Regions from separate parts of the Dromaius novaehollandiae genome. Here region 2 is linked to region 1. A link is a contact called in public Hi-C data. All regions are on one chromosome and are shown on one strand. Each heading gives the region's core, a stretch centred on a gene start, on an enhancer-like site or on the middle of the called end of the contact. The rest is flanking DNA. Distances are from core to core; before and after follow the strand shown. Region 1 holds the start of MXRA5 (matrix remodeling associated 5). Region 2 has its middle 110 kb from the start of GYG2.

What was found. A called contact is a pair of places that touch in the nucleus more often than the background predicts.
Region 2: a contact with region 1 is called in a Hi-C map of liver, with 4 times the contacts expected there. The contact joins the enhancer-like site here to the promoter of MXRA5 in region 1. A contact is called at or near these places in 3 of 4 Hi-C or Micro-C datasets (brain, liver and ovary).

The regions. Positions count from the first base shown.
Region 1 is chr1:143,538,278-143,542,652 of bDroNov1.hap1, reverse strand. MXRA5 (matrix remodeling associated 5) reads right to left here and starts at 1,447. Exons shown (of 7, transcript XM_064501061.1): 1 at 780-1,447. The coding sequence starts at 952.
Region 2 is chr1:143,662,192-143,666,869 of bDroNov1.hap1, reverse strand. No RefSeq gene overlaps it. Among named protein-coding and RNA genes, the nearest start is that of GYG2, 110 kb to the left of the region's middle. Within about 2 kb of position 2,994, at least 1 of the 2 cell types and tissues checked has open chromatin away from gene starts, as enhancers often do.

The sequences.
Region 1 (4,375 bases), core at 198-2,697:
GCGCCGCGGCCGCTCCGCGTCCCTCCGCGGGGCGCCCGCCGCGGGGCTGGCGCGCACCGCCCGGCCGCCCGCCATTGGCTGTCTCCAGCGCCGCCGGGCCCGCTGGCAGCCAATGGGCCTGCGGCTCGGCCGCGCCCTCCGCGGCAGCCGTTGGGGAGCGGCTCCCAACGGGCGGGGGGGGGGCGCGCGGCCGGGCGAGGTGCGGGGCGCAGCGCGGTGGGGGGGGGGGGGGGAAGGTGAAGGGAAGGGGCGAACTTACTTCGGCTTAACGGCGCGGGCCGTGCTGCTGCGCTGCTCCGCCGCGGCAGCCTGCCTCACTGAGGGGGAGAGCGCCCGCCCTCACGGGGAGGTTTGTGTGAGGAGGCCGGCGGGGCCGGCGGCGGCGCTGCCTCTCCCGCCGGCCGCCGAGCCGTGCCCCGCCGTGGGGGCAGGGGGACAGGCCGGAGCGGCGGCACGGGCAGCCCGCGGCTGAGGGGCGGGCTGAGGTGTGCGGGGGTGATCTTCCTCTCTCTTTTTTCTTTTTCTTTTTCTTTTTCTTTTTTTTTTTTTTTGCGTACTCGAGGGCATGTGCTTCCCATTAGGGAAGAATTTCCCTCCCTGGCTGAGTGCGAGCGCGGCGAGGGCGACGCGCTGCTCCGCGCCTCCCCGCCGCGCGCGGCCGCCTCCCCCTCAGCTCCTGACTCACAGACCGGCGAGGTCGAAGGCGCCCCCGGCCCGTGGCTGGGCGAGGGCAGCTCCCGAGCGTTTCCGAGGCGGCGGCGGAGGAGAGGGCACCTTACCTGCGGCCGGGCGCGGCGATCTCAGCAGGCGCTGCCCGCCGCTCCCATGCCCGGGGGGCCGCGGGCGGACGGGCAGCGGCTACCTGGCTCCCGGCGTCCCGTCCGGCACCGGCTCCCCCAAGTTCATCCCAGCCCGCAGCGGCCCGCCTCGACGCCGGCTTATAGCTCCTCATCGCCTGTCATTGTGCAGAGTCCGCCTCCGTGGCTCCCCAAAAACAAGCATAAGCGATGCTACGGGGTTGGGCAGCAACCCGTCTTTTTTTTTTTTTTTTTAATTACTATGGTTATTATTTTGACTGTTAGTGCTATTTTCTGTAAGGGTTCGCGTTCTCTTGGGTGCCCCAAATCCAGCAGACGTCCTGTGCCCACGAGCCAGCGGAAAGGAAGAAAAAAGGGAGCGCCGAAGTCGCTCAGCCCCTGCGGGCAGCCCCGCGGGAGCCGAGCCCTTCCCCTCCGGGCGCTGCGGAAAGCCGGGCCGAGGGCGGCAGGCGGTGGCGGCGGCTCCCCGCCGCTTGCCGGACTGCCTCCGCGCGCAGCTCCCGCGGCGGCATGGGGACGAGGGGCGCGGGGCCGGGGTGCCTCGCTGCTGCCGCTCCGCCCGCCGCAGCTGTGCAGCGGGAGGCAGGGAGGGAGCGGCGGAGCGGCTCCTCTTGCGGGGTGGGCGGCCCCTCGGCGGGGGGGGCGGCGGGCGGCGGGCGGGCCCGCGCCGGGGAAGGTGGGCGCCGGGGCCCGGCGGAGGGGAGTGGGGGGGGGGGGGCGACGAGAAAAGACCGGTCCCCGTCTCAGTCTGGGACGTGGAGTTTGCGGAAAGTTTGTTTCTGGGACCGGGGCAGACCCAGCACCTTCCCACTTGAAACGCCCAAATGTGCAGCTATCCGCCTTACACAGGGGTTGATTATGTTTCTGAAACTGTCTGCTATGTCACCCAACTAAACTACACCGTCAGGGCTGTCTTGTTCCTTGAAGGATATATGGTATTCCTTCCATCAACACACCCCAAAAAAACCCAACTGCACCATCATCCTGCGCCTGTTCTTGCACACTACTGCAGCAGAGACCTGTATCAAGCCTGCTTATGAGAATTTGATTTTGTGTGTCGTATGTGAAGGCCACACAGATAAAGATGTGTGACTGGGAAAGTCCCAGAATGAGTGGAGAGGGAATAGCACCAACACAGGAAAAAGCAGCCACCACTAACAAAAGGAACCAGGCCCTTGAATTCTTGTTCTGTAGTTCAGCCATGAATTGCCTTTTTCCTCTAAAATCCAGTAGAGAAGTAGACTTCAATTCCACTAGGGGGATTAGAATCATTAAATTGTTAAAACTCATCTTCTCAGCTTCCCTCTTGTATTAGCAATTTTTCAGTACATAAAATTAAGCCTATTTATGGTCCAATGAAAAAGGTGACACTCAGATTACCACAGAAGACCATTTGTAGCTCCATCATCTCTCTGGTTCCACTCAGTGTTTTTAGATAAATCTTATTTTCTGTTCCCTAGTAGCAGTTACCCTCATTCATGCTACAAAAGCAAATAACTCAGTCCTTCAAGACATAGAAGAGTCACATAAATCTGTATAGATAATCTTAAAACACTGGAATCCATCTGAGCTTTGGCTTGGAGCTTTCATGTTCCACCATCAAGGGAAGTAAATACAGTGAATGGCATTACCATCTAGACTGTCTGTACCATCACCAGTAGAAAGAATCAGAATCTGAATTAATGAACCATTTTTTGGCTCTGAATCCCGTAACAGGTGTGATTATCAAAAGTGGAGGGAGAAAGAAAAAAGAATCCCGCTGCAACTGCTTGGGGATAACTGGTTGACAACATCTGAATCTGCACAAGTTGTATCTTCCAAATGCACTAATAAACATTCAGTTTTGGAAAAGAGCTCATAACCACACTTTTAGCTGTGGAACTTGTTTTGAAAAACCTTGCCATTTAGTTTAATGAAAACTGTGCAATTTTTGAAAAACTAGCTCAAAGAATAGAACTCTTTTGAGTTCTATTGCACCACAAAAAATGTTTCCATGATGCGTCTGTGTTCAAAAACATGCAATATTTGGTCTCTACTGGTGTATCATCTGATCCCCCGACCTATCCCGGTAAAATTACAGTGTTTAGAGCCAGTGTAAGTACAGCCAGGAAGAAGCTGATTATACTGAGTTCTGACCGAATAAAGCAGCAGTCAGTGGTCTGATACTTCTATCTGTTTGAAGGCAACCACAGTTCATCTGCACATGTAATTTGATAGACTATAATGACAGTAGGAAGGAATTATTTTTCTGAATAAATGTTATTTTTTGAAGAAGTGTCATATAGAAAAACTTTTGCAGATGGTCTAGTACAGGACTGAAAACTTTTGAAAATGAAGAAAACAGGCTTTTTGATCCATTCATGGCTAATAATCCTTCAATCAGATATGTTAGCAAACTTAAATGAGTGCGAACAGTGATATTATTATTACTGTTACTATTATTACTATATTACTGAGGGTGAATTCATTTAAACAGTCCCTAAAATGCTGTTTTTCACTTTTGTAGTTAAAATAATATCATTCTCATTTTCTCTTTCTGATTATGACCCTAGTACCTTTGGACAGACACCAGTTTTTCACTCCTGTCTCCATAGCTCAGAGGCTTTAGCATTAGTTGTTATTACTAGGTTACACAGCTGCTCCATGACTGAGAGAATTATTTCAATACTCCCTTGATATATAGCAGAAATTACAGCTGACTTATGTTGTGATAGTCCTTTACAGTTAATGTGCTTAATGACATGCTCATTCTGAAAATTTGTGCAATTAAAATAAATCACACTAGAACCAAGTAGAAGTAGAAATCACAACTAGACAGGAAAAAAAAAAAAAAAGATGCCAAAGCCCAGATTGCCAGGGTTATGTAGCAAGGGCTTCATAACTTTGGGTTTGAAATTTGAGAAGGGATTTATTTTGAAAAAGATGGGCTTAGGTTTGAGGGCAATTTTTTTGACTGTATTATACATAGGAGAATAAAAATATTAAAGTGACATTTGAAAACAGCAGTGTTTAAACCGCTAAAATGACCACCACTATTTTGTAAATAATTATTCAGACAAGCAAATTTCAATATCCCATAGGTGTGCATTGCCATTAAATGTATAAAGAGTTCATGAGCTAGAACTACAAACTTTTGACAATAAAGCCCATCCAGCTCTATTATATCACCTTAACTTACTGCAGAATTTTACAGGTTCTTTATGGAATTCAGTTGAATCCAGTTAGAAAAGTCTGGGTTTATGGGAATGAAAAGCGTTACGGACAGATTTTTTTCATTGCTATACTTGATGTGTATGCAGTAGATACAATCAGGGAGTAAGCAGTAAAAAACTATACATGGTAGGAAAGTTGCAGATTCTACATAGGGCTCGGCAGCACTGTTGTAATCAAGTTTTAGGTATATTTTATCAAGTTTTAGGTATATTTCAACATGAAACATTTTCTGATGTTTAGATTGACAGCTGGTGGAAAGCAGTATAATTTCTCTGTTGTCAATTAAGTGATGCCAGGGTACAGCAGTTGAAGGTTTGCCCTATAATCTGTTGCAATGTTACAGT
Region 2 (4,678 bases), core at 1,745-4,244, 120 kb before region 1:
CTTGCTGTTCTAGAGAACATTTGATTCATGCTCTACCTTTCTGAAAATCAGTTACCCCATATGCAATGATGGAAAATGGTGTGATGTCTTAGAGCTCTCATTTACACTAGTTCTTCAAAGACTGAATGCCTCAGAGCAGTTGCAGAGCCCTAGCTGTGGTCCTGTAGTCCCTACTGAAACTTCATGTCGTCAGAAGGGAACTAAATTTGTGCCCCCCAAGGCTGCTCTGCAATGTGAGCCCAAGTGCAGTAAGTGAGGATGACTGGGAGAGTCCCTTCCAAAGTGCACTCCTGATCTGGACTAAAGCAGTAATGTAAATGCACCCATTATTATCTAAATTCTGCCAGGGTCTGACTTAGAGGACTTATGAGTTTCAGACAATGATTCAGACTACTTAGGCACCATCTAACCTCTCAAAGGATCTAGAAATCTGTCTGTGTGTCCATTTTGAAAGACAGCTTCCCATGCTGTCTCACTAGAACTGCCTCCTTTGGTCAGCACAAATGGCAGGGGCCAGCTACTTGCATGTAGGCATGATCTAACTCTTCAGCTCAGTGCAATGGGGACTTAGCTGAAAAAAATGGAAACATTTTGTTCTGGTCCCTGCTCCAATGCTTTTTGGTGGATTTTCTATTAAAATCAGTGAATAAAGTGTATAAAAAGCACTTAGAACAGGAACCATGATTCTGGAGTTCCCCTTCAGGAACCCCAACTTTTACAAGAGAGATGGATGTCAACTCTGCTCAAAGCAGCTTATAGCCTTGTATAAAGTAAGTAGTTAGAAGTGAAAAGGAACCATGACCATCCCGTCCAGCTGAAGAATTGCCAGCAGATGATTCCCAGTGAAAAAAGAAACTACCTTCTCTTCCTTGTGCTTGCTTGCCCAAAAGGATACTTAATTTTGGCTCCTGTGGCCCTCTTGCTGCCCTGGGTCCTGTGTTTGCTTTGTTGCAGACTTACGCCTGCTCTATGCTGTTGGCTGCTTCCTGCTCAGGAGCACGCAGCCCTTGCGTTGTCCCACAGAGGTGGCCCCTTCTGGGTTCCTCTCTTGAGAGAGGGCCGTCCGGCTCTTCTGGAGTGCCATCATCGCTCCCGTGATTGACCTCTCCTGACTGTACAGGCCATGTGTGCACCCACAGCACTGGGAGCAGCACACTGCTTTTTAGGACCTGCAGCATACAAGTTAAACATCTAACACAGGCAGGCAGTCTCAGGGCCTCTCTTCCTGCTACTGCAGTGAAGATAGTGAAAGCCTAATGTGTGAATATATGTGTATGTACCTGAGTTTACAGTGCCTATTATTTCAAATATTTATTTTTATTTTTCCATGCAAAATGTAAGGGGCAAAATAGGAGATTTAGAAGGGTTTTGTAGGCAGCTGAGGTTGCTAGACTGAAATTGCACAGAAAATATTAAAAAAAAAAAAAAAAGCAGAACAAGGATGTTTCACAGGCAGTAAGATCAATAAAGAGCAATGAGCTCTAGGAAAAATTCATAGATTTTTTCTGACAGTTTGATAGCTTATGGAGATAAGACGTATATCTAACATGTTCCTAAAAAAACATGTGCTTTAAAACTGCTTAAATCTATCAGAGGTTGGGATAAAGCACGATAGCATATGTGTGAGGATCAGAAGATTTTACCTGATCCCACATTCTGCTGTTCTATGGTATATCCACCACTATAGCTGTTCTTGCAGATATCAGGAGTTACAATCTCAGTGGGGTGCTATTCTAGCCAAGGGGGTATGGTTAAAAATCTATATTATATAGTTTTCGATTGTCTTCTGATGCTGAGACTAAATACGTTCATATAGGTAGAGACTGTCTAGAAAACATACTATGAGAATTTTACAAAATATTTTTACTAGCATGATAATTTGTAAGATAATAAAGTGAAAAACCACAAGCCACTGGTGTCGCTAAGCAAAAAGAGCTGGATAAGGCACCCATGGGGTGGCATAGATTTTCTGTGTTTTTATGAACTTGATGTGAAGTCAGGTATTCCTTTGTGCTGATATACTTTACTGTAGATGTTCACCATCTTTAGTTCACTTTAGTTTGAGTTGCATGCTATAGTTTCCACTGCTTATCAAGTAGCAATTAATAATAATGGATATAAATAATTGGGCATTATATGAAATTCCAGAGAATAAACTTGCCTAACGACTTTGAGTATTCCATATTCAAGTCAATTATTCTGTCTACTAGAACGTGATCATTTAAACCCATGAGAAAGGAAATCTATAATGCAACATCTGCAGAGGGATAAAATCTTAGAAGTCAAGGGGTTTTGAGATACCTTAAAAGCAGGGACCTGCAGAGCAGATGTTACATATAGATTACATATGGGTTGTAGGGGACAGAACAACACTGATGTTTGCCTGCAAACAGCCCCAATAGCAAAGTCAAAAAGTGATCCTGAAATACATTTTGTTAACGATTATTATCCTAGATTTACGGAAATGTTGCTCCTTCTTACCACAGTTCACAAATCAAGTTAAAACTGCCTTCAGTGTTTTTCTGGCAACAGCCACAAGCTGCAGTTTCTGAGTTTAGTCAAAAACCATGACACAATTTGATTTCAAGCCTACTAATTATACTCTTCATCACTGAGAAAACAATGGAGAGAAAAAAGAAGACTGACCTGTAAATTCAGAGCATTACAAATAGTTCTAGTTAAATCAAAGTCCTTTAAAATATTGCTATTGTATTCCAAGCTTGAAAAAGAGTACTTGTCATTCAGAAGTGAGAATCCACTTCAGAAAATAGATCCCCTTACCTATTAAAAATCACATGAATTGTCCTTTTCAGTTACAACTGGTTGAGCACCAGAACAGCTCCAGGGTTGTAAAAAGGGGGAAGTGTGGGTTTACAGCAGCGGTATTGTTTGCACCCTCAGGGAATGGAACTTTGCTCCAGAAATCAAGGGTGGGAAAATACCTAATAAAGCCACAGAGAAACAGCTCTGCTGCAATGGTCTGCATAGAACAAATACATGGATTAAGAGCTCTGAAATGTTTTTATATCAATGGCATTCTTAAGCCAAGGCCGTTTACTACAGACTTCTGCTAGCATAGCTATGTTGGATGAGGTTGAGAAAAGTGCATTTTTGCCAGTTGTGGGAAAGAAATGGCTAAAACAAACTACATTGGTAGGAGTCAAGGGTTTAGTACAAAATGTATCCGCATCAGGAATGATTTGCTGATACAGTATTGCTGATATACCACATTCAAGTGTTCCTACAATGGGCGTGGTCTCACACTTTTCACTTGTGAATATAAGGTATCTTTTTATCACATCTCACTCTAACATCGGTAGATTTGGGGGGAGAAATGAGTAGACCAACATCAAAATATGCTTGCTGTGATCTGGAATCCAAATACTGTAGTATCTCTAGGCTTATACAAAAATTAAGAACTATATATATATATATTTTCATTGTTATTTGGGCTCTTTCTCTAGGCCAATTACCTAACAGTTTATGAAGACATAGATTTAATTCCTTTCCCCCCATGTACACCTGACATTTTAATATGTCTGATTTTCCTACCTATTCCCTCCCTCTTGGATTTGTGCAGCTTGTAATTAAGTACAGTAGAGCCCTTTTTTAAGTATTAGTGAACTGAATTCTACTGCCAGTGTTCTTAGGGAAAGGTCACCACTGTAGGATAAACCCACAAATGTAATTTGAAACTTTTGTCTTTGGCTTCCTCTAAACATATCTATTGAAGCATTAAAAATGCCTTTGAAATTCACAACAAGTCTCTTTTATTTTCTTATTATGGAAAGTTAGGTAGCAACTTTATAGTTGATGTTCTATTAAGCAGATTTACAGAAGCAGAATTAAAATGCCCTTTTTCATTTTTATAATGATCGAGTCTCTAATATTCAGCAAAATACTTCTACAGAAAACAAGTGACATTTCCCTGTATTTTTAGTGCTATGTATTTAGTAATTTTTGCAGACATTTAAAAGTCTTTTTATTTTTAATTTTATCCTGCAAAATATCCTGCAGGTTAACCTACTTGGGTTTACCGATGAAACGAATCAGATTTCCCACAAACTGCAGACTTCCTTCCTTCCCATATTGCATTACAGACACTGGCCAGTTTAAAAATATTAAACAAACCAAGAGTTTCCCCATGTAGTTTTATAACTTAACTGGTCTCCAACCAGAAAAGCAGACATAAGTGTTCAACTACACCAGGTACTTTAATTCTGTTGCGCTGCCAAAGTCAACCTTTGTTTCCAGGGACTGGTGAATGAGAGAGAGTCGTGCTGGGGTTTGGAGCTCAAACTCTTTTAGATGGTCGTAAACATAGGGAATCATGAAATTCAATGGAAACATCACACTGGCTTCAGGAGACAGCCCTGGAGGCTGCAGTTCCCCTAGGCATTCCTGGTGACCCTCCAGAAGGCTGCCCTTACTTTTAGAAGCAGAGGAGGGATCTTGAATGACACAACTATTCATGTCTGTGCTTTACGGACTCTACATTAGTGAAATTACATCTTGGCAGCTCTAAATCTATCATTAACATTTTTTATGCATTTTTGAGAATGAGTTTTTTTTAGTATTTTTATAAATATGTGTGTGTGTATGTATATTTATATGTACATGCATGCAAGAAAACTAAAAGCAGAATATTAACAGTGAAAACAGGTCCTGATGCAGCAAT